Linked DNA regions of Mus musculus: regions 1, 3, 4, 5, 6 and 7 are each linked to region 2. Evidence: chromatin contacts called from public Micro-C and promoter capture Hi-C data. All regions are on one chromosome and are shown on one strand. The core of a region is the stretch at or near the end of the contact, and the rest is flanking DNA. Distances in the headings are between cores, read along the strand shown. Region 1 holds the start of St3gal2 (ST3 beta-galactoside alpha-2,3-sialyltransferase 2). Region 2 holds the start of Phlpp2 (PH domain and leucine rich repeat protein phosphatase 2). Region 3 holds the start of 9430091E24Rik (RIKEN cDNA 9430091E24 gene). Region 4 holds the start of Znrf1 (zinc and ring finger 1). Region 5 holds the start of Pdpr (pyruvate dehydrogenase phosphatase regulatory subunit). Region 6 holds the start of Rfwd3 (ring finger and WD repeat domain 3). Region 7 holds the start of Exosc6 (exosome component 6).

Region 1 (2,952 bases), core at 79-2,578, 1.1 Mb after region 2:
GCAAGAAGTGGGTCTCTAGTCTGGTACACATCTGATTGGGGGGGGCGGGGGAGGGACGACGGGCGGAATGATGGCCTTTAATGCTGGAAGTCAAACCATAAACTTAACTTCTGCTTTCCTCCTGATTGGTGGTTGTTAGAAAGTGAAGTGCCAGGGGGCGGGCTTGTAACCTGGGGGGTGCAGATTTGTTGGGGAGTAACCTGGAAACCGGTGCTAGGTACTGGTCTGTTAGTTTACTCGAGTTCAATCTTAGGTCAGGCTTTCTGTGATGGAGTCTGAACCCAAAAGATTCATTGCAGGGTGTGATGGCTCAGTGTCCATAATAACAACCCTCAGGAGGCTAAGGCAAGAGAATCCATCATGGATTCCAGGCGGGCCTGCCTGGCTTACAAAGGGAATTTACGACTACCTTGGGTTACATAATAAGAGAAAGAACGAACACACTTAAAATTCTAGGGTCCCAGAACTAATGAACCAGAAGTCGTTTGAGTATCATTGGTCAGTCAGAGACATTTGGAGACTGAATGTGTCATCAATTAGGAACTTCCTAATGGTTTTGGAGCTTGGTTTGAAAGTTGAGGAAAGGATTGCCTAACACTGATGTGGATAAATATTTAAAATGTGTGCATGTTACCCTAGAGAATAGGCATCTAAGAGTCAGAAGTCTGAAGTCAAGAGATGCCCTAATGGATAAAGGCTGTAGGGTGCCTACAAGCAAGACAGTTTGCAATGTGAGGTGCCCAGTCACATAGTGGCAAACCCTATTTCCACATCGCTGCTGGTGCCCCTCTTTTCAACAGCCTGGACCTAGTGCCCTCACTGCAGTTGCAGCTTGCTGGGCCAGGGCATGAACCCAGCTGGCTCAGGTCGTGGCTCTTGGCAAGAGCAAGTACAAACAGTTCCCTTGAGCTGGGCTTGGCCGCAGTTGATCACAGTCCTGTGTGAGAGGCATCCTCAGCTTACTCGCATCCTTTGATGAACCAGGTACCAAAGCCCGGCTGGGGTACCGCAGACTGCACCTCCCAGGCTTCAGCAGCCCAGAGTCGCGTGGCTGTGAAACTGAAGAATACGCCCCTTAGTGCTGTGCCTTAACCCTCTAAATCCGGACAGAACTACAAAGACCATGAGCCCAGATATGGGAGTGCATTGCTTTCTGGGAGCAATAGTCCTATATGCAGAGCGATGCTGGCGGGTCCTGCCAGGCTGGACTACATATCCCAGCATGCCTGAGCGAGTGGTGGTGGGGGAACAGGAGGGAGGGGAGAGCCCCGGAGGATGTGAATGGGGAGGGGGCACCCGCCCCCTTCCCCCACCCTTCCCTTTAGCTTGGGTAGGGGTGGGGGGAGGGGCCGGGCTGAGCTGCAGCCGCGGCGCTCCGGGAGGGCAGGGCCAGGCAAGGGCGGGACTGGCCCGAGGCTGGCGGACTGGAGAGCGGTGAAGCTAACGGGTCCAGGCGCGGGAGGCGGCGGCGGCGGCGGCGGCGGCGGCAGCGGCGGCAGCTCTCTGCACGGGCGGAGGCGGCGGCAGGAGCGGCAAGCATGGCCCGCGCGGCGCCCAGCGCAGACTGAGGTGCGCGGGCGGGATGAGAGAGGGCGGGATGCGGGGCTCCCCGGGCCCCGTGCTGCCCCTACCGTCTTCTGTGCGGGCAGCGGGCTTGGCCCAGAGGCCCAGATCCAGCGGGTCCAGCCCAGCAACTTCCCTCGGGTCTGGGCGCCGTGTGGGCGGGGGTCCGATTGCCTTGGCCTCGATCGGGATCCCCGTCTTCTGCTTCTGCATATCTAACCACTCCCAGTCTTTCAGGCACTCCTGTAACACTCCTTGCTGGCAGCCCCCAGCCTCAGCCTTTGGAGTTCTCTGTCCTCGTCCACACTTCCACACCCCAGGTGTTGGTACTTCCAGCCCTAGGGCGCTTGGGAACCTGCTCCATCCGGAATCCCCTGCCCCACTTCTCCTGGTCACAAGCTGTCTGCACCATCTTCACTTCTTTCCTCTACCCTTCGGCCTTTCCCCCACCTGGCACTGACCCCTAGCCACACTCTGTGGCCTAGTTCTCTCTAATAAGACCTGACAGCTTGATCCCCTTCCTACTTTGGAAAAACTGAGGCATGAACCCACCGGAAACTTGGTCATGGTGTGCCCGTCCTCTCTGGACGCTGGCCTGAGCACTGTCCCTTGTCCCTCTTGTTCCTTCCATCCTTTGCCATATAAGACACGTTACTTCCCTCCAGTCATGCCCCTGTGACTGAATCAAACTTCCCAGCCCCATATACAGCTCCAGTGTTCCCTGTTTAGTTCTTCCACTACTTCTGTTGTCCCTGCTTTGCACAGCCCTCCACCTGGAAAGGAGTCTCAGTCCTTTTGCTGCTCGTTCAAGTTAGCCTTTCTGCTTCTCTCTTGCCAACTGCATCCATCTCCTCCCATGTTGCCTCTTGTTTTTCATCTGTGTACTAAGAATAATTCAGGGACCCCTGGGACCCCTGGGAAGTAGTCAGTCATTCCTTGTCAGTAACCCATACTCCTGTCTACAAATGTCTAGAAACTGTTTGGCCATCCCGTCCTCATGCTTGGTGGGCTCAGAAGTGTGGGTTGGAAGGGACCGTTTACCTCTATGAAGATGGTGACATTGAAGGACTCTGGTCATCATTCTAAGCTAATCTGACTCCTGCTGCTAACTTTGGAGGAGGGTTGCCCCTTCTGGGGGATGGTGTGGGGGATGCCTGCCTGAGTGCTTTGTGGAAGAAGGTACGGTGCCTACAGGCGGTGATCTCTTGTTTAGTTGTGGTGATTCTGAGTTGAAGAGGGATGGAGGGTACACAGACTTGACTGCATAATTCAGTTTTTGTTTGTTTGCTTTCTGTTTGTCTTCCTTCAGCCGGATTTTCCTTTGGGTCACACTTTCTTCCCCTGTCTCCCAGTCTCCCAGTGGGGAAGGGAGGGAGGGAAACCCTGTGA
Region 2 (2,837 bases), core at 213-2,712:
TTTTGGGAAACCTAGAATTTCAGAATTACAGTGGCTACTATGAATCTTTAATATGAGTTAGGCTCTTTGTTCTGTCCAATCCACCTTGATAATGGCCAGGCAGATGTTAATCTAGTTCATTCACTCCTTAAGAACCAACGCAAGGGTCTAGAGAGATGGCTTAGTGGTTCAGAGCACTGGCTGCTCTTCCAGAGAACCCAGGGTCAACTCCCAGAGTTCACCTGTCAATTTACAACCATCTATAACTCCAGGTCCAGAGGATCCGACACTGTCTTCTGGCCTCTATCATCAGTCATACACGTGTTGTGTTGCATAGACTTAATACCCATAACAACACGGAAGACCCACCTGAAGCTGGGCATAGTGGTGCACATCTGCACTGGGGAGGTGGAGACAGGAGACTCTAAAAGTTCAGGGCCAGCTTTGGCTATATAGTGAGTTCGGGTCTGCCTGGGCTATGTGTAATTTTCTGTCTCAAAAAAAAAAAAAATCCGAAAGAATTAGATCAAGTAATTTGTACATGTATAGAATGTATAGATCTAATAATGAGTATAATTAACGGGGTGTGGTGACCCACGCCTTTAATCCCAGCACTTGGGAGGCAGAGGCAGGCGGATTTCTGAATTCGAGGCCAGCCTGGTCTACAAAGTGAGTTCCCGGACAGCCAAGGCTACATAGAGAAACCCTGTCTCGAAAAACCAAAAGAAAAAAAAAAAAAAAAGAGTACAATTGAGATTTGGAATTGGAATTAGGCAGACTTATAATTTGGCCCACTAACCACAAAACTATCTTTCACTCCAGGAACAAAAAGAGTCAGCTTTTAAAATAGGTGAATTAAGACTTGCAAAATAGAAAGCGGGCTTACACACCATGTTACTGGTTGAGTGGTTGAGGACGAGAAAGGAAATCTGATACTTTGATTACAGGAAAAGGACACTGAACTGTGCCTGGAAAGCTTAGTGTACTTGAGGTGGTTTGATGAAGAAGGTCGCCAGCTATCCCTAAGAGGTGAGTATAAGCAACAGTTCTTTCACCCCCAGTGGGTGCCAGGGGACAAGACACATTTGGGAGCAGGAAGCGTCTTGGATGGAGAATTCCAGCGCCGCCCATGGTGGAGGGTTGTATCTTGTCTATTTTAACAGGTGCAGGCCTTACCTGTCACTTCCTCTGGCCGCTTCTTGGAGGATCCAGAAAGTACCAAATTGCTCTCCCTGCGCCCTGGTCCTAGGAGCTCAGGGTGGAGCGCAGCAGAGGCTTACTCCGCCTGCAGTGGCGCCAGCCTCCCACAATTCTACTCCGGCCTCGCCAGGCTGACGACTACGCAGGTCCAGCGGGTCGGGGAGGGACCGAAGGGGGCGGAGCGTCTTGGTTAGGGGCGGGGTCTAGGCGGAGGGGCGAGGCCTCCCGCTGCTCGCGCGCGCCTCCGAGGCTCGCGCTGTCGCGCCGGGCCGGGCGTCTCTGTAAATCCTTGGCCGCCAATGGGGGAGGTGGAGCCCGTGCCCGCGGGCCCGCTGGAGCCCCCGGAGCCACCTGAAGCGGCGGCGCCTCGCCGGCCCGGAGGGATTCGGGTCCTAAAGGTGAGACGGCAGGGAGAGGGAGGAAGCAAGAGGGCTGTGGCCGCCTTCGCTAAGCTGCCCGAGGCGGCGGGCGCCCCCCGCCCTGCGTCCCTGGGCCGCTTGCACTTGGCCGGGCCGCCGCGGGCCTGCTGTGGGGCCTCCGGGCCGCGCCCCCGCCCTGGCCTCCGCCGCCCTGGTCCCCGGCGCTGTCCATCCCTGACCGCCGCCCGGCAGGCCCACGCCTTCGGGCAGCCGCTGCCCCCACCTTCCTTCCTCCCCGCATCCCCGGGACCTCAGTCTCCTCGCTGGGCCTAGCCCGGGGCCCCGGGACGGATTCCGGGGGGCTCCGAGGGCCGGCCGCGCCTGGCGGGAGTCAGGCGGCGAGTACGCAGGACTCGGCGGACACCTGAAGACATCACCCCAGCTGGAGGATGGCGGCGGCGATTGGCCAGGCGCCGCGGTGTGCGCGGGCTGCGCCGGCGGGAGCGGCCACGCTGCCCTCGGGACTGGCTGCGGGAGTTCCGAACCGGCTCTCGGCTCCAAGACGCAACACCCCGCGCTTCCCGCTCGGGGGACAGTCCCGGAGGATCTGCTGCCTGTGGACCTGCTGGGCGTGTTGCAGGGTTTGGGGGGCGGGGGTGGGAGAGCAGAGCCCGAAGGGGCACTCCTGCTTGGCTGACAATCCGGGGAGAAGGCAGTGGGGGAGCCGTTATGCAACAGGCAGCTAAGCGGGGCTTTTTGGTAGAATCAGGGGAGTAGGAGGATAGGAAAACAGATGCAGGGGAAAGGGGAGTGGAGCCTTGAAGGTGAGTGATGACAAGAAGTTTCTATGCAGGAAGAATGCAGAAGGTGAGCTGAGGTGAGGTCAGCAGAGATGGCTAAAAGGTGGCTAACTGGGTGGAGTTCTCTACTAACCTCTGAAATAGTGCAGAGACATTTTTTTCTGTAGGTTCAGTATATAAACGAACTGGAATAGTGGAATGGAATTCCTCTAGAGTTCTAGAAGAGCAATTGGCAGGATTTAAAACTTGCCAAAGAAGGGGAAGAAAATTAAGATTTAATGTGTTTCGAAACCAGTCTGCCAAACATCGAAGATACTTAATGTTAAAAGCAAACCTTAAGTAATTAAATGAGATTGTTGTTGAGTAATATTTCCTTTTATTAAGATTATTAGTAAAGTAGCACAAAGATGGAAGCAGCAGAAAAATTTATTTGTTGTACTTAGTGAATTCATAAAACCAATACTCAGTAGACTGAAATTTTATTTTCTGGCACCTCCCA
Region 3 (2,929 bases), core at 1-2,500, 1.3 Mb after region 2:
CCTGCTGGACATTGTGACCCAACTGGTCCAGACTGCAGATTTTCCTTTTATTTATTTACTGTATATGAGTACACTGTTTTCATGCACACCGTTAAGAGGGTATCCCATTACAGATGGCTGTGAGCCACCATGTGGTTGCTGGGAATTGAACTCAGAACCTCTGGAAGTGCTCTTAATCACTGAGTCATCTCTCCAGCCCGACTGCAGATTTTTATTTTTTCAACAGGTGCATTAGGAGGTATCAAGAGAGTTTCAGAGCCGGGCGTGGTGGCGCACGCCTTTAATCCTAGCACTTGGGAGACAGAGGCAGGCGGATTTTTGAGTTCAAGGCCAGCCTGGTCTACAAAGTGAGTTCCAGGACAGCCAGGGCTGTACAGAGAAACCCTGTCTCAAAAAACCAAAAAAAAAGAAAAAAAAAGAAAAAAAAAAGAGAGCTTCAGAGAGTTGGGCCCACAAAAATGGCTAGCGGGTAAAAGTCAAAAAACCTGGGTACTTGACTGATCGGCTAGGAACGATCCCTGGATTCATCTGGAGGAGAGAAACGCATCCCCAATTTCTCTACTGACCTCTACCTTACACACAAACAAAGCCAGTAAATATTAAAAATATGAAGTTAGTTTTTTAAAGTGATGCAAATCCCTGTGGCTTTCAAAGTTGACCTCTGGCCTTGCTCCCTGCCAGCGGCCCTCGCCCACCCACGGACATCATGCAAAGTAGGCTTGGAGACCGTGGATCACACACAACTGTCACCCACCGGAAACCCCACGGCCCTGACTAGGTCTCTGACAGGAGTCGGTGAAGCACAGCCGAGCCGCACATTACAAGGTGGGAAACTATTCCACCTGCAGAGACGCGGGGCCACCTCTGGCCGTGACAGCAGTGCGCGCGCGCCCGCCCGAGCCGCAGCCCGCCCCGAGGCCCGGTCGGCCGCCCTGGGAGAGCCGGCGCGCAGTCCCGGGGCGGCCGGCGCGGCTCCCCGAGGCCCGCACAGCTCCACTGGCTCAATCCCGGCGCCCGACCGGTGGCACCGCCTCAGAGACCCGGAGGGACGGCCGGGAGCCGGAGCCCAAAGCTCGGACGCCAGGGGCGTGCGGGGCGCAAGAGTTCGCGGGACCAGAAGGCCGCCCGGACCCGCGGGTCCCAGCCGGCTTCCTACCTCAGGGGCCCGCATCTCGCGGGCAGCGCGCTCAGCAACGCCCGGCGGAAGTGAAGGGCAGCCCAGCCGCTGAAGAGGGTCTGCGCCGGCCGGAAAGGGGGCCAGGGCATGGGGACGGGGCGGGACGCGGAGCGCAGAGTTCCGGGACCGCGGGGGCCTGCGACCTTCCGCGCTTTACGGCCCGCGGCAAGGGTAAGGCGGGCGCGCGCGCCGACGCGCCGTGACGTCACCGCGGCGGGCCGGCCCGCACGTGCGCTTGTTTGGGTCTCGCCAGGCCCCGCCCCTCCCGCTCCGCCTCCGCCTGGATGACGGCGAGTGTGCAGGGAGCGGCCACCGCCCTCCGTCCCCGCTCCGGGTCTCCCGCCGGCCTCCGTGTGTCGGCAGTTCGGGTGATCGTCTGCCGCCAGGCCTGAGCTCCGATCCTGCGCGAGGGGTCCGCAGCCCAGAACCCGTGGCCGCCTCCGCCTCCGCCTCTGCCTGGATGGCGACGAGAGTGAGGAGAGCCGCCACCGGCCTCAGGCCGGCCTCCGTGTGTGCCTAGAGCCCGGGCATCGGATCCGGGCCAGAGCCTCGACCCAGTGTGGGCAGTTAGGGTGACCGTCTGCCGCCAGGCAAAATGGAATACTTTTATGTGTAGCTGTCTGGTCAGCTTGTGTCAGCAAGTCTGTGTCTAACATACATGCAGTGCCCGAGAAGGCCAAGAATGTCACATCCCCTAGAACCAGAGTTAGACATGATTGTTAGAAGCCATGTGGGTGCTAGGAATCACATGTGTGTCTTTGGGAAGAATAGTCAATAAGTCCTCTTAATCACTGATCCATTTTCCAGCCCCAAAAATAATGTTTTAAGTAAAAGAAATATAGTAGTCCCAACCCCTCCGGGGCTGAGATAGGCGGCTGGCTTGAGCCCATTTGTTTAACCTGGACAACATAAAAATAAACATAAAAGGACACACACAGATATTTCCAGGCTTTGTAAAATGTTCTAAAACTACATTATTGTGATGGTTGTTTAATTCATAAGTTTACAAATTATGGGCTTAAAATGACTGGAGTCCTGGGGTTGGTTCCCAGCACTGCCCACACCCAGCGTGATGTCACTCACAGAGGTGCAGGCAGCAGGATCTCAGACTGTGGGCATTTCCTTTGGCAAATCTCTGTCTCCAAAAATATTTACAATTCATAACAATTATGAACTAACATTGAAAATTAATTTTTGGTTGGGGGTCACTACAAGTTGAGGAACTGTAGTAAAGGGTCACAGCGTTAGGAAGGTTGAGACCCGCGCTCTACATTATCCTTGGCTATGTAGGGAGTTAGGGGTTAGCCTGAGCTAAGTGAGACCCTTTTTGGTTTGTTTTCTTTTTTTGAGACAGTTTCTCTGTGTGGCCCTATTACTCCCTCTGTATTCCATGTTGGCCTTGAGCTCAGAGAGCTGTCTGTTTCTGGCCCCTGAGTGCTAGCATTAAAGGCATGTGTCACCACCTCAGGGTAGACCCTGTCTTTGAGTGAAAAGATAAGGGAATATATGGGGGCCAGGATAGAACATTAGATTCATGTCAAAAAATCAAGGAACCAAAGCCAGCTGTAGTAACCCATGACCGAGGAGCTGGAGTCCAGGAGAATCATCTTATAAAAGAAGCTGTATGGGCTGGGCATGGTGGCCAATGCCTTTAATCCCAGCACTTGGAGGCAGAGGCAGGTGGATTTCGAGTTCAAGGCCAGCCTGGACTACAGAGCAAGTTCTAGGGCAGCCAGAGCTATTCAGACCCTG
Region 4 (2,710 bases), core at 34-2,533, 1.7 Mb after region 2:
CGAAGCTTTTAGCTCACCCCCAGCACTCTGTGCTTGCAAACAACCATCTTTCTGTGGCCTTCCAGGCTAGTCACACTGGAAGAGACAAGTCTATTAGCCCCTTTAAATCTCCCTCCAATTCCATTTTCGGAAGCACGGAGCCCACTTGACAGAGTGACAAGAGAAGGTCAGGTTAGTGACTGGGTGATGCTTACGGTGCTCAGAGCTGAGCACTTGAAAAATTATTTGCTCAAAGAATAAGCAAAGTGAAAATATGAGAAAGACTGGGACTGACCTGGCAAGGTGAGTCTCTGTTGCAAAATGCAATTTGGTCAACAAATATTTATTGAGTACTGTGCCCTTGCCTTGTGGCTCTATGTCAAAATATGGCTCTATGTCAAAATACATGATAAACAAAACAGCAATCGGCCTTGGGCAAGGAGTTTCTAAAACAGCTTTCCCGCTGCATGGTTCTTACTTTTTTTTTTTTTTTAATCCACCTATTGATTTTGAGGATTATATTCTAGCCTAAGGAATCGATTCAGACCCAAATAGTTGGTTCTGATCTAACGACAGCAAAGTCTAGGCGCCACTGGGGCACTGTTGTATCTCCTAACAGCTAATCCCAAATGTGTTTGGGTCCAAGCTGATTCCCTCCTCCCCCCCCCCCCCCGCCCCCCATGCTAAACTTCCTAAGGTTGGCTGGGGTCCTTGGATGGAGAACCTCCAAACGAATGGACAGCATATCCACCAGAGGGTGCTGTGAGGGCAGGTCTGTGGCGGGAGGGGAGCTCCCCCAGTGACCCTTCAAACCCAGGTAGGCTTTATTAGTTGGTTTTTCTTTCTTCTCGGTGTTTCCTTCCTACCCGCTAAAACCGTCGTTACCCCTCCCCCCACTCAGGGTCTCGTTTTGAAGACATTGATTCGACTTTCGCCGCGACTCCAGCAGAGCTGTGATCCAGAGGAAGTCTGACCTCTGTCGCAGACGCCCGGCGGCTGGAGACGTCCTGTCCCTGGACCGCCCGGGGCGCAGGCGGTAGGTGGGTGGGGACCTCCAAGGCCGCAGCTCGCTGCTGCGCCGCAGGGGCCGCGAAGGGGTTAACCCGGCGGGGGGGGGGGTGCGGGAGGAGGGAGGGGGCGCGGGCCGCGCGTGCGCTCTGCCGCCCTCCATTGTCTCCACGGCGGCGAGGAGCGCCGGCGAGCGCAGCCCGGGACGGAGCGGGGCGGTGCGGCTGGCTGGCGGGGCCGGCGGCGGCTGGAGCCGGAGCGCGACGCCACGCGACCGCGGCTTCCAGAGCTCCGCCTGGCTGCCCCACCGCCGCGAGCCCTCCCGAAGCCTGGAGGAGTGAGGGCCGCCGGCGCGGGCTGAGGAGTCCTGAGACGGGGGACGCGAACGGCGCGGCGCCCGGAGCCTCCGCCGCTTCCTGCTGCGGGCGAGCGGCCTCCTCCGGCTCCTCCCTCCCTTCGCTGCGGCTCCTTAGGCTCCGGAGCCCGGGGGCGGCCTGTGGCGCGAGGCGCCGGCTCTGGACCGCGCTTCTTCGGACCTTAAGGGGAACATGCATTCGGCTTGGACAGTTTGAAATTCTTAGTTTGGGGTCCCCGCTCGCTTGCTTTTTCCACCCCGCGGATTTTTTTTGAGGATTCCCCCCCTCACCTTTTTTCATTTTTCTCCCCTCGGGGCTCTTTTGTGACTCTCCCCAACCCCAACCCTCCGCCTTTATGTTCGCCCAGACCTCCACCCGCTTCTGAGTAGTGGGGGAGGGTTTCAGCCTCCACGTTCCCGCCCCACCGGGGCCCCGGCGAACATGGGGGGCAAGCAGAGCACGGCGGCCCGCTCTCGGGGCCCCTTCCCGGGGGTCTCTACGGATGACAGCGCCGTGCCGCCGCCGGGAGGGGCGCCCCACTTTGGGCACTACCGGACGGGCGGCGGGGCGATGGGGCTGCGCAGCCGCTCGGTCAGCTCGGTGGCGGGCATGGGCATGGACCCCAGCACGGCCGGAGGGGTGCCCTTTAGTCTCTACACCCCCGCCTCCCGCGGGACCGGCGACTCCGAGAGGGCGCCGGGCGGCGGAGGGTCCACGTCGGACTCCACCTATGCCCACGGCAATGGTTACCAAGAGACCGGCGGCGGTCACCATAGAGACGGGATGCTGTACCTGGGCTCCCGAGCCTCGCTGGCGGATGCTCTACCTCTGCACATCGCACCCAGGTGGTTCAGCTCGCACAGTGGTGAGTCCGCGGGTGACGGAGGCCTTGAAGGGTGGAGTGCAAGGGAGGGCGCGCCGGGGCGCCCGAAACCTCTTAATGTGCTAAGGTATGGGTATGAAGCTAACTCCTGCCCTTCCCCTGGTTCCTTCCATGTCAGAGGATGAATAGGATCAAATAAGATAACTACTGCCTAGGGGGAAAGCTGCCTACTAGGCGTGTGGAGCCGGGTACCTTAGGACTGCAGGCATGTGTTCACTTGTGGATGGCTGAGTGAAACCTGCCTATTGAGGTCGCATTTATTAGCGTCATGATCCTCAAAGGTCTTCTTGTCTGAGACTCTTCATTTCTGCCGCTGCAGCATGGTACCTACCTTTCTGGTTAAGGAGGTAGTGTCTCCTAAACAAAGAGTGAGAAAAGAAATAAAACTAGGGGCGAGTGATTCTTGGATTAGGGTTCTTATTCTCGCTAGGAAAGGGAGGTGGTTTGTTTTTCCACCCGACTGGTTTGCTGTATCAATTGTTTA
Region 5 (2,931 bases), core at 236-2,735, 1.2 Mb after region 2:
GTGAAAGGATTCATCTACTAGGGGCTTCCAAATGTCTTGAGCTTAATGTTTCAGGAGAACAAGGGCAACTGAATGTGTGGTGAAGCAAGCCACTTGGGAGGTGGAGGCAGGAGGACCAGGAGCTAAGTCATCCTCTGTACCTATTTGAATCCAGCCTAGACTGAGACTTTGCCTATAAAAACATACACATAAATAAATAAATAAATAAATAAAACAAATAGACTTTTTTTTGGTTGTTTTTGTTTTGTTTTTTTGAGACAGGGTTTCTCTGTGTGGCCCTGGCTGTCCTGGAACTCACTCTGTAGAATAGGCTGGCCTCGAACTCAGAAATCCATCTTCCTTTGCCTTTCAAGTGCTGGGTTTAATGGCGTGTGCCACCACTGCCCAGCTACAAATAAACTTAAATAAAACAAATAAACTAAAAAAAAAAAAAAAAAAAAGGAACCGGGTAGAGTTGAGTCTTACTGTCAGTTCTCATCTGGGCAGTCTTGGAGAAATTCATGGCTAGTGAGTTGGGTATAAACTAAGCAAGCTGGGGAATGAATGACATCATGAAAAGGAGATTCTTGAAGCCTTCTTGTTCCTAGTCAGAGCGCTCAAGACAGCACCAAGGTACACAGCCTAGCAATAATGTTCAAGACTAGCTCATAAGACAAGATAGGCTAAACTAAAGCACACCATTTCGCTTGCTGCTTGTGCGAAGGATGATTGGATGGTGTGCGCCAGGCGCGGGGTGAAGGTGTTGAGAAGCTGCACCTGAGTAAGGTTAGGTCCTCAAGATATCTGAGGGCCACGTCTACACCAGTGTAGAGACACATATATTTAATCTAGTAACGAGTGCTGTGAAAGAAACTAGGGGATGTGGCTGAGAGTTGGGGGCGGGGGTGGGGGGATGGAAGGCAGAAGATGTTTCTGAGGCTCCAGTGAACAATGCTTTCCCTCTGGGCAGCCGCAAGGAGTAAGATGGGAAATAAGGTCAGCTGATTCGGCCTCCAAGGTGCGGCCAGGCCCACAGTACAACTTCTGCCCAAGCCAAGCACTGAAAGGCCTTAAGCGACGTGCAGGGACGGACAACGGTGACCACGGGCAGAGAGATGTGGTTCTGGGCTGCGGACCCCTCGCGCAGGATCGGAGCTCAGGCCTGGCGGCAGACGATCACCCGAACTGCCCACACACCGAGGCCGGCGGGAGACCCGGAGCGGGGACGGAGGACGTTGGCAGGTCCCCGCACACTCGTCGTCAACCAGGCGGAGGCGGAGGCGGAGGCGGAGGTGGCGCGGGAGGGGCGGGGCCTGGCGAGACCCAAACAAGCGCACGTGCGGGCCGGTCCGCCGCGGTGACGTCACGGCGCGTCGGCGCGCGCGCCCGCCTTACCCTTGCCGCGGGCCGTAAAGCGCGGAAGGTCGCAGGCCCCCCGCGGTCCCGGAACTCTGCGCTCCGCGTCCCGCCCCGTCCCCATGCCCTGGCCCCCTTTCCGGCCGGCGCAGACCCTCTTCAGCGGCTGGGCTGCCCTTCACTTCCGCCGGGCGTTGCTGAGCGCGCTGCCCGCGAGTCGCGGGCCCGTGAGGTAGGAAGCCGGCTAGGACCCGCGGGTCCGGGCGGCCTTCTGGTCCCGCGAACTCTTGCGCCCCGCACGCCCCTGGCGTCCGAGCTTTGGGCTCCGGCTCCCGGCCGTCCCTCCGGGTCTCTGAGGCGGTGCCACCGGTCGGGCGCCGGGATTGAGCCAGTGGAGCTGCGCGGGCCTCGGGGAGCCGCGCCCGCCGTCCCGGGACTGCGCGCCGGCTCTCCCAGGGCGGCGGACCGGGCCTCGGGGCGGGCTGCGGCTCGGGCGGGCGCGCGCGCACTGCTGTCACGGCCAGAGGTGGCCCCGCGTCTCTGCAGGTGGAATGGTTTCCCACCTTGTAATGTGCGGCTCGGCTGTGCTTCACCGACTCCTGTCAGAGACCTAGTCAGGGCCGTGGGGTTTCCAGTGGGTGACTTGGGGTGACAGTTGTGTGTGATCCCGAGGTGCGAGTCCACGGTCTCCAAGCCTACTTCGAACATTTATGCAATCTTGATTTGTAGGGATGATGATGTGGTAGAGGGTCTAGTTATAAAGACGTCCTTTAAGGATCCTCTTTTTTTTTTTTTTTTTTTTTTTTTTGGTTTTTCGAGACAGGGTTTCTCTGTATAGCCCTGGCTGTCCTGGAACTCACTGTGTAGACCAAGCTGGCCTCGAACTCAGAAATCCACCTGCCTCTGCCTCCCAAGTGCTGGGATTAAAGGCGTGCGCCACCACGTCCGGCCCAAGGGTCCTCTTTTTGGCGTCAGGGACGTGTATAATTTTTCTTAAATTCTCTCAGCCAACGGTGCATTTGTTGAAAATTACAGCATCCTGAACTTGCATGATCAAACTGTTCAGAGGGTCATTCTGTTGCTTGTAAACTTGCCCTGGTGATTCCTCCGAGTTATGTGTGGGAGATGCGTCAATGTACATTCAGCCTTCATTCTTTGTGACCTGTGGCTCATGCTGTTACCAGAGGAAGCATTCAGGAGTTGTTAGAACTGTCCCTGTGACTGCCTTTTAAAGACAGAGTCTTGCTCTGTGGCCCCAGCTCACCTGGAACCTGGGCATTTCTCCTGTTTCAGTATCCAGTGTGGTGGGAATTTCAGGTGTGAGCACTGCTCCAGGATTGAGCTTGTTGGTGTAGGATCCGAGCACAATCAGTCTGGGTCTTAAGGCTGTTTAGAAGTTACTCTTACTAGTAGAGATACCGTTAATTTTCACGAATTTCAAGAAAATGCAAAACTTCCTGACCTTTCCTTTGAATGAGTTTGCAGTCTTCAGTGTCTGTTTTCCTGGCTCTACCTCCTTTTCCTGTGAAACTTGCTTGCTTTTACTGCCAGACCCCTTCATCACATTTTATTTTATGAGTGTTTTGCCTATGTGTA
Region 6 (3,091 bases), core at 538-3,037, 1.4 Mb after region 2:
GCCCGAACTACAATGCAGGTTTCCAAACAGCCTGAGCTATTTAGCAGGGTCTCATTTTAAGAAATAATTTTTAAAAAGATTTATTTATTTTATGAATATGAGTACACTATTGCTGTCTTCAGACACACCAGAAGAAGGGCATCAGATCTCATTAGGGTGGTTGTGAGCCACCATGTGGTTGCTGGGATTTGAACTCAGGACCTTTGGAAGAGCAGTTAGTGGCTCTTAACCACTGAGCCATCTCTCCAGCCCTTAAGAAATAAATTTAATTAACTAAAAAATAAAGTCTAAGATTCATTAGACCTGAGTAATAAATGCAGGTTTTTTTTCTTATTCTAATTTTTAGCACTGTTCAGTATTTTAAAATAAAACTTCCTTCCATGGCATGTCTAGAGAGCAACCAGTTCTGATTTCAACTAGAAGGTAACAGCAGTGAAGTTCACACAGCATCCATTGACTGTCACTGCTGGTGCTAAATAATACTGATCGTGTCTTCCACTTCTCAAAAACACAAGGAAAAAAAGTCCAAAATGATAAACCAAAAGCTACAATCAAGAATATACCAGGAGCTGTTCACTACTAAAACTCTAGCAGACTTCTAGAAAAGAATCTTATCAATTTTAAATTTTTATGCAAAAAAGGTGATAGGCTTTAAAAATTAAGCTCTTCACTACTCAAAAATATGTGAACTGATGCTTTTAATATGGCTCTAAAGTTTAACGACATCCTCACAAGAATTATCTTTTAAAAATAGCTCCCCCCCCCCATACTCCTTGCATATTTCCTCAAAACTGTAATTCCATCATTAGAGAGAGAGAGGAGGATTGCCTCAAGTTTGAGAGCAGTCCGGATTCCAGAGGGGGACTGTCACAAATAAGCATGCCTAAGTTAGGTCTAGATGCACTTAACTGTCCTCTCTGAACAGTGCTTCTTACAGGCTGCTATTTAAAGTTTACAATTTAGTTCCTCAATCACACACACACACACACACACACACACATCCAAAAACAAAACACGTTCCCCAAATCCTGGGCTCGTGCTCGTATGAGCCCCTTCTTTAAGTGACACAAACGCTAGTCCGATGGCCCCGAAAAGTCAGCGGCCCTCAGACCGTGAACTCCACCTCTGCCCCCCACCCTTGCTAAGCTTTGGTTTCGATAAACACAGAAGGCGGGAGCGACGGCTGCCCCAATAAACAGGTCGCCGGGAGCCCGCGGGGATTCAGTCAGACCCGGGTTCGTATCCAGGCTCGCCCTGTTAGTAGCTGCGGAACCAAAGTTAAGTTTCCTAACCTGTCTGCCCACGCCCGCCTCCCCGCAGGAAGAGGAGAATGAAAATATCCTTCGGTCGCAGTTCCGCTGCGGTGATAAAAGTTAAAACAGCGAGCGACAAGGGTCAAAGAGTCAGTCACCGGGGCTCGACCCGCGCGGGAAGCACCCGGAGAACGACTCCGTGGAGGGTCCGCAATCGGTGCGAGCCGAGCCCCGTCTCAGCTCCTCCCGAGCTCTCCCCCACCCCCCATTCCTCAGGAAAGGAGGAGGAAGAAGGTCGAGGTCCTCAGGCCGGACCGAAGGAGACCGCCGAGCTCCCAGCGCGCCCTCCGCCCACCTCGCTGGGCCCCGTGAGCAGCCGCAGAGCAAGGGACCACCACCCGCATCCAGAGGCCCCCAGGGCGGAGAAGAAGCAGGGAGCAGCCTCACCTGAGGGGACCAAGTCGGACGCCTGGCCGACCGCGACTTCGGCCATCGTTACCGCGCATCCCCTACTGCGCACCCGCTCCGCCCGCGCCCAGCAGCTCTTCTGGACCCTGAGGCGCCCCCGCTGGAGCCGCGGCTCGGCGAGCTCCTATTGGCCAGCCACTGCGGACGGCGACCAATCTCTTCTCTTCTTCTTCCGTCGGTCGCCGCCAGCTGAAATAGTGGCGCCCTCATTGGTCAGCCTTTGATACATTTCTGGGCGAGAACCTCCGGCCAAGGCGCCTCCTGCAATTGGTAGTCGTGCGGAGTCCGCCATCTCGCGCCCCTTCCTTTGAACTGTTCGGCGGGAAGAAGCCCTGAGGAAGAGAGTTGGTTTTTTTTTTTTTTTTTTTCCCCTTCCTCTTCTACTGAGAGTGAAAAATGTTAAAAGTGGCCGGGCGGTGATGGCTCACGCCTTTAATCTCAGGGAGGCAGAGGCCAGCCTGGTCTACAAAGTGAGTTCCAGGACAGCCAGGGCTATACAGAGAAACCCTGTCTCGAAAAACCAAAAAAAGAAAAGAAAATAAAGAAAGAAAGAAAATGTTAAAAGTGACTTCCCGGGGGCTGGGGAGATGGCTCAGTGGTTAAGAGCACTGACTGCTCTTTCAGAGGTTCTGAGTTCAAGTCCCAGCAACCACATGGTGGCTCACAACCACCTGTAATGGGATCAGATGCCCTCTTCTGGTGTGTCTGAAGACAGCAACAGTGTACTCATATACATAAAATAAATAAATAATTCTTTAAAAGTGACTTCCCCTGCTTCTTCCTAAGGTTTTATTAAAGAGTTTATCGATGATTTTAAAAGTTTGTCCCCAGAGTTCCAGAGCCTGTAGAGTCTCTCATTGGGTTGAGCAACTTGTCCGCAATGGTCGGAAAAAAAAATTTTTTTTTTAAATCTTGCACAATGTCTTCAACTTGAAAACTACTATGATAAATGGCTTGGAAATATAAATTGTCACGTAAGATTTTCCAAACATGTTTCTGAAGAAGGAAATCTTACTTAAAGGTCTTTAAACAAACAAACAAACAAACAAACAACCCAAAAGCCCTCTTCACAGTGCTGAGGGGATGGCTCAGTGGTTAACATCACTGTAATGCTCTTCCAAAAGTCCTGAGTTCAATTCCCAGGAACATGGTGGTTCACAAACATCAGTGGGATCTGGTGCCCTCTACTGGTGTGTCTGAGGACAGCAACCGTGTACTCATATACAGAAAATAAGTAAGTGCTGGGAACGGAGCCTGGGGACTAGCAGCCAGTTTTCTACCTGTGAGCCACTTCTTCAGTTCCCCGTGTACCGACAGTTATCCTTTCCCTTTTCTTGCTATCAGAACAAGCTGCTGCTGGTGTCCCGAGT
Region 7 (2,801 bases), core at 207-2,706, 1.2 Mb after region 2:
GCCATAGCTGCTCTCCTGTGCCAGCTATAGTGTTAGTCTGTGGTAGCATCACACATGATACAAATGGATGTTGGGGGCGCCTGCCATTCCCCCCTCAATCCCATTCTGACTACCATTTTCCCCTCCTATCTCCTAGAATGCAGCCAACCGGGGACTGAAAGCCAGCGAGTGGGTCCAGCAGGTTTCAGGCCTGATGGATGGTAAAGGCGGTGGCAAGGACATGTCCGCCCAGGCCACAGGCAAGAACGTGGGCTGCCTTCAGGAAGCACTGCAGCTGGCTACCTCCTTTGCCCAGCTCCGTCTGGGAGATGTGAAGAACTGATGGGAGGGAAGCCCTCTCGGGAAAGCAACTCGCCATCAACCAGACATGTCCGAAGGCGGGAATTCAGCCAGGAGCTCTCCTCCCGCCACGAAGACATTGGAGTCATGGGACCTCTCAGCAGCCCTGTCCGTCCTGATCCAGCGGTAATGGGAACACGCCTGGAGCTGTCCTGTGATTCATTGCCCCCCTCCATTACTGCTCTGAGCCCATTCATGTCAGCACCATCTGTCTAAAATCACTACCCAGGAATGCTTTTTAACGTCATGATCACATCTAGATGAGGTCACTCTGCCAGCCTGAGGCTTTAGGTCTGCAGAGGAAGGAAGCCTTTTCTCTGCAGAAAATAAAAAGGACCATGTGCAATACTTGGTGATGTCATGCGCTCTGCTTCTTGTCCTGAGGTGAGCCCTGGCTCCTGTATATCTGTTACGGTTCCAGCCTGTTTCTGGTTGATGGTATCACCGAATAGACTCCCAGACTCCTGAAAGTTCAGGAAATTCAATAGAAGGGTGGAGGAAAATAATTCTGAGTTGCTTCCAGTGGAGAACCACTGTTCTTAGTCTCTTAGGACAACCTCCACCATGCCTGTCCACATGCCTGTTTGAGGCTGCTGATATGAGGTCAGACAACTGATATAGGCAGTATGAACATGTAGGTGTGTCCTACTAACTGCCCCACCCCTACTGCTTTAACCTAAAGTAGGTTCAAGACCCTGGCCCAGCCCTAAAATGCAATTTGTATGAATCTACAAACAGCAGGGTCTGGAAGCAGAGATACTGTCTGCTTATGACAGTTCCTCAGAGTGTTAGAAATATCTAGTTGTACAAAGAGAGATACCGTCCATTTATTAAACAAGTGTTGAAGCAGCCAGAGGACTAATTGCACGAGTAAACAAAAACCTCTCACCTTGGGCAAGCTTATGTGAAACAGTCTGAATGCAAACTTCTAGGAATAACAACAGATCCGTTCCTTAGGACTAGCTAAAGTACCAGCATAGGAGTCCAGCTATACCTCGCCGTTCTTCCTCCACTCCGCTAGGTGGCAGCGCGCACACCTACCGCTCTCCCGATAGGCTCTGCGCGGGCGCGCATCTTTAAGCGAGCGGAAGAGCCGGGTGCGCAAGGGCAGCCCAGCAGGCGGAAGTAGCTCGCACGCCGGTAGCCGCCATGCCGGGAGACCATCGCCGCATCCGCGGGCCGGAGGAGTCTCAGCCGCCGCAGCTGTACGCGGCCGAAGACGACGAGACGCCCGCTGCTCGCGACCCGACGCGGCTCCGCCCGGTGTACGCGCGCGCCGGGCTGCTGAGCCAGGCCAAGGGCTCCGCCTACCTGGAGGCGGGCGGGACCAAGGTGCTGTGCGCCGTGTCCGGTCCGCGGCAGGCCGAGGGCGGCGAGCGCGGCAGCGGCCCTGCGGGAGCGGGCGGGGAAGCTCCCGCTGCCCTCCGGGGTCGCCTGCTCTGCGATTTCCGCCGCGCTCCCTTCTCCGGTCGCCGGCGTCGCGCGCCCCAGGGCGGCGGCGGGGAGGATCGCGAGCTGGGACTGGCGCTACAGGAGGCTCTGGAGCCCGCCGTGCGCCTGGGGCGCTACCCGCGTGCTCAGCTCGAGGTGTCGGCGCTGCTGCTGGAGGACGGCGGCTGTGCGCTGGCCGCGGCGCTCACCGCGGCCGCGCTCGCCCTGGCCGACGCGGGAGTGGAGATGTACGATCTGGTGGTGGGCTGCGGCCTGAGCCTCACCCCGGGACCCTCCCCGACCTGGCTGCTGGACCCCACGCGGCTGGAGGAGGAGCACTCCGCGGCCGGTCTCACGGTGGCCCTCATGCCTGTGCTCAATCAGGTGGCCGGGTTACTGGGCAGTGGGGAAGGCGGGCAGACTGAGAGTTGGACCGATGCTGTGCGCCTGGGCCTGGAGGGCTGCCAGCGCCTCTACCCAGTGCTGCAGCAGTGTTTGGTGCGGGCTGCCCGCCGGAGGGGTGCCGCCGCCCCACCCTGATTGGAAAAAACCGGAGCGACGAGGATTCGAGGACTGCTATCGCCCTTCTCTCCCTAAAGGACCAAGCGCTGATGGTCGCCTGACTCCGCAGAGCTGAGAAACGAAGAGTGGGGCAGTTGGGCGCACAGAACCAAAGCACTGGACAGCTCTGTTGGAAAGGTTTAAAAGGCCGTTGGAAACACGATCCAGTTGGAGAGATTTGAAAGCAGCCATACTCCCAAGTTGGAAAGGACTTGGGCTGGATTTACCTAGTAAATGAGATAAGGGGCTATGGTCTTGTAGGAGATGGACCCAGTGCAGGCCAGCCATTGGCTCCAATACATAATAAACTGATTCTTTTGAGAGGATGGACCAGGGGACTTTGCCTTCTCACTACTCAGAGTAAAACATAAAAACTATTTTATGACTGGAAATACATCTGTTGTGTTTTTTCTTGATACTAGAGTTAGAAACAATGCTGTTCTGAACTGGGTGTGTGTTGAGTCTGTGTT

What was found. Promoter capture Hi-C pulls out the DNA fragments that hold promoters and counts their contacts. A called contact is a pair of places that touch in the nucleus more often than the background predicts.
Region 1: a promoter capture Hi-C map of hippocampal neurons shows a contact between it and region 2, with 2.3 times the contacts expected there. The contact joins the promoter of St3gal2 here to the promoter of Phlpp2 in region 2.
Region 3: a contact with region 2 is called in a Micro-C map of embryonic stem cells, with 6 times the contacts expected there. The contact joins the promoter of 9430091E24Rik here to the promoter of Phlpp2 in region 2. A contact is called at or near these places in 1 of 39 promoter capture datasets (hippocampal neurons) and 2 of 484 Hi-C or Micro-C datasets (embryonic stem cells and olfactory sensory neurons).
Region 4: a contact with region 2 is called in a promoter capture Hi-C map of pre-B cells, with 2.7 times the contacts expected there. The contact joins the promoter of Znrf1 here to the promoter of Phlpp2 in region 2. A contact is called at or near these places in 3 of 39 promoter capture datasets (hippocampal neurons, liver and pre-B cells).
Region 5: a promoter capture Hi-C map of pre-B cells shows a contact between it and region 2, with 3 times the contacts expected there. The contact joins the promoter of Pdpr here to the promoter of Phlpp2 in region 2. A contact is called at or near these places in 2 of 39 promoter capture datasets (erythroid cells and pre-B cells) and 1 of 115 datasets of contacts at active chromatin or transcription factors (astrocytes).
Region 6: a promoter capture Hi-C map of liver shows a contact between it and region 2, with 3 times the contacts expected there. The contact joins the promoter of Rfwd3 here to the promoter of Phlpp2 in region 2. A contact is called at or near these places in 3 of 39 promoter capture datasets (erythroid cells, liver and pre-B cells).
Region 7: a contact with region 2 is called in a promoter capture Hi-C map of liver, with 2.5 times the contacts expected there. The contact joins the promoter of Exosc6 here to the promoter of Phlpp2 in region 2.

Annotation. Positions count from the first base shown.
Region 1 is chr8:110,918,537-110,921,488 of GRCm38.p6, forward strand. It overlaps St3gal2 (ST3 beta-galactoside alpha-2,3-sialyltransferase 2), which reads left to right and starts at 1,329. Exons shown (of 7, transcript NM_009179.3): 1 at 1,329-1,569.
Region 2 is chr8:109,867,141-109,869,977 of GRCm38.p6, forward strand. It overlaps Phlpp2 (PH domain and leucine rich repeat protein phosphatase 2), which reads left to right and starts at 1,463. Exons shown (of 19, transcript NM_001122594.2): 1 at 1,463-1,577. The coding sequence starts at 1,479. Gm17344 (a long non-coding RNA gene) reads right to left here and starts at 1,390. Exons shown (of 4, transcript XR_003947453.1): 1 at 1,156-1,390.
Region 3 is chr8:111,144,248-111,147,176 of GRCm38.p6, forward strand. It overlaps 9430091E24Rik (RIKEN cDNA 9430091E24 gene), which reads right to left and starts at 1,251. Exons shown (of 3, transcript NR_040364.1): 1 at 1,157-1,251.
Region 4 is chr8:111,535,357-111,538,066 of GRCm38.p6, forward strand. It overlaps Znrf1 (zinc and ring finger 1), which reads left to right and starts at 1,284. Exons shown (of 4, transcript NM_133206.4): 1 at 1,284-2,208. The coding sequence starts at 1,785.
Region 5 is chr8:111,093,260-111,096,190 of GRCm38.p6, forward strand. It overlaps Pdpr (pyruvate dehydrogenase phosphatase regulatory subunit), which reads left to right and starts at 1,486. Exons shown (of 18, transcript NM_198308.1): 1 at 1,486-1,567.
Region 6 is chr8:111,298,435-111,301,525 of GRCm38.p6, forward strand. Rfwd3 (ring finger and WD repeat domain 3) reads right to left here and starts at 1,788. Exons shown (of 13, transcript NM_146218.4): 1 at 1,701-1,788. The coding sequence starts at 1,746.
Region 7 is chr8:111,054,883-111,057,683 of GRCm38.p6, forward strand. It overlaps Exosc6 (exosome component 6), which reads left to right and starts at 1,457. Exons shown (of 1, transcript NM_028274.4): 1 at 1,457-2,782. The coding sequence starts at 1,489. The coding sequence ends at 2,310. It overlaps Aars (alanyl-tRNA synthetase), which reads left to right. Exons shown (of 21, transcript NM_146217.4): 21 at 137-687. The coding sequence ends at 322.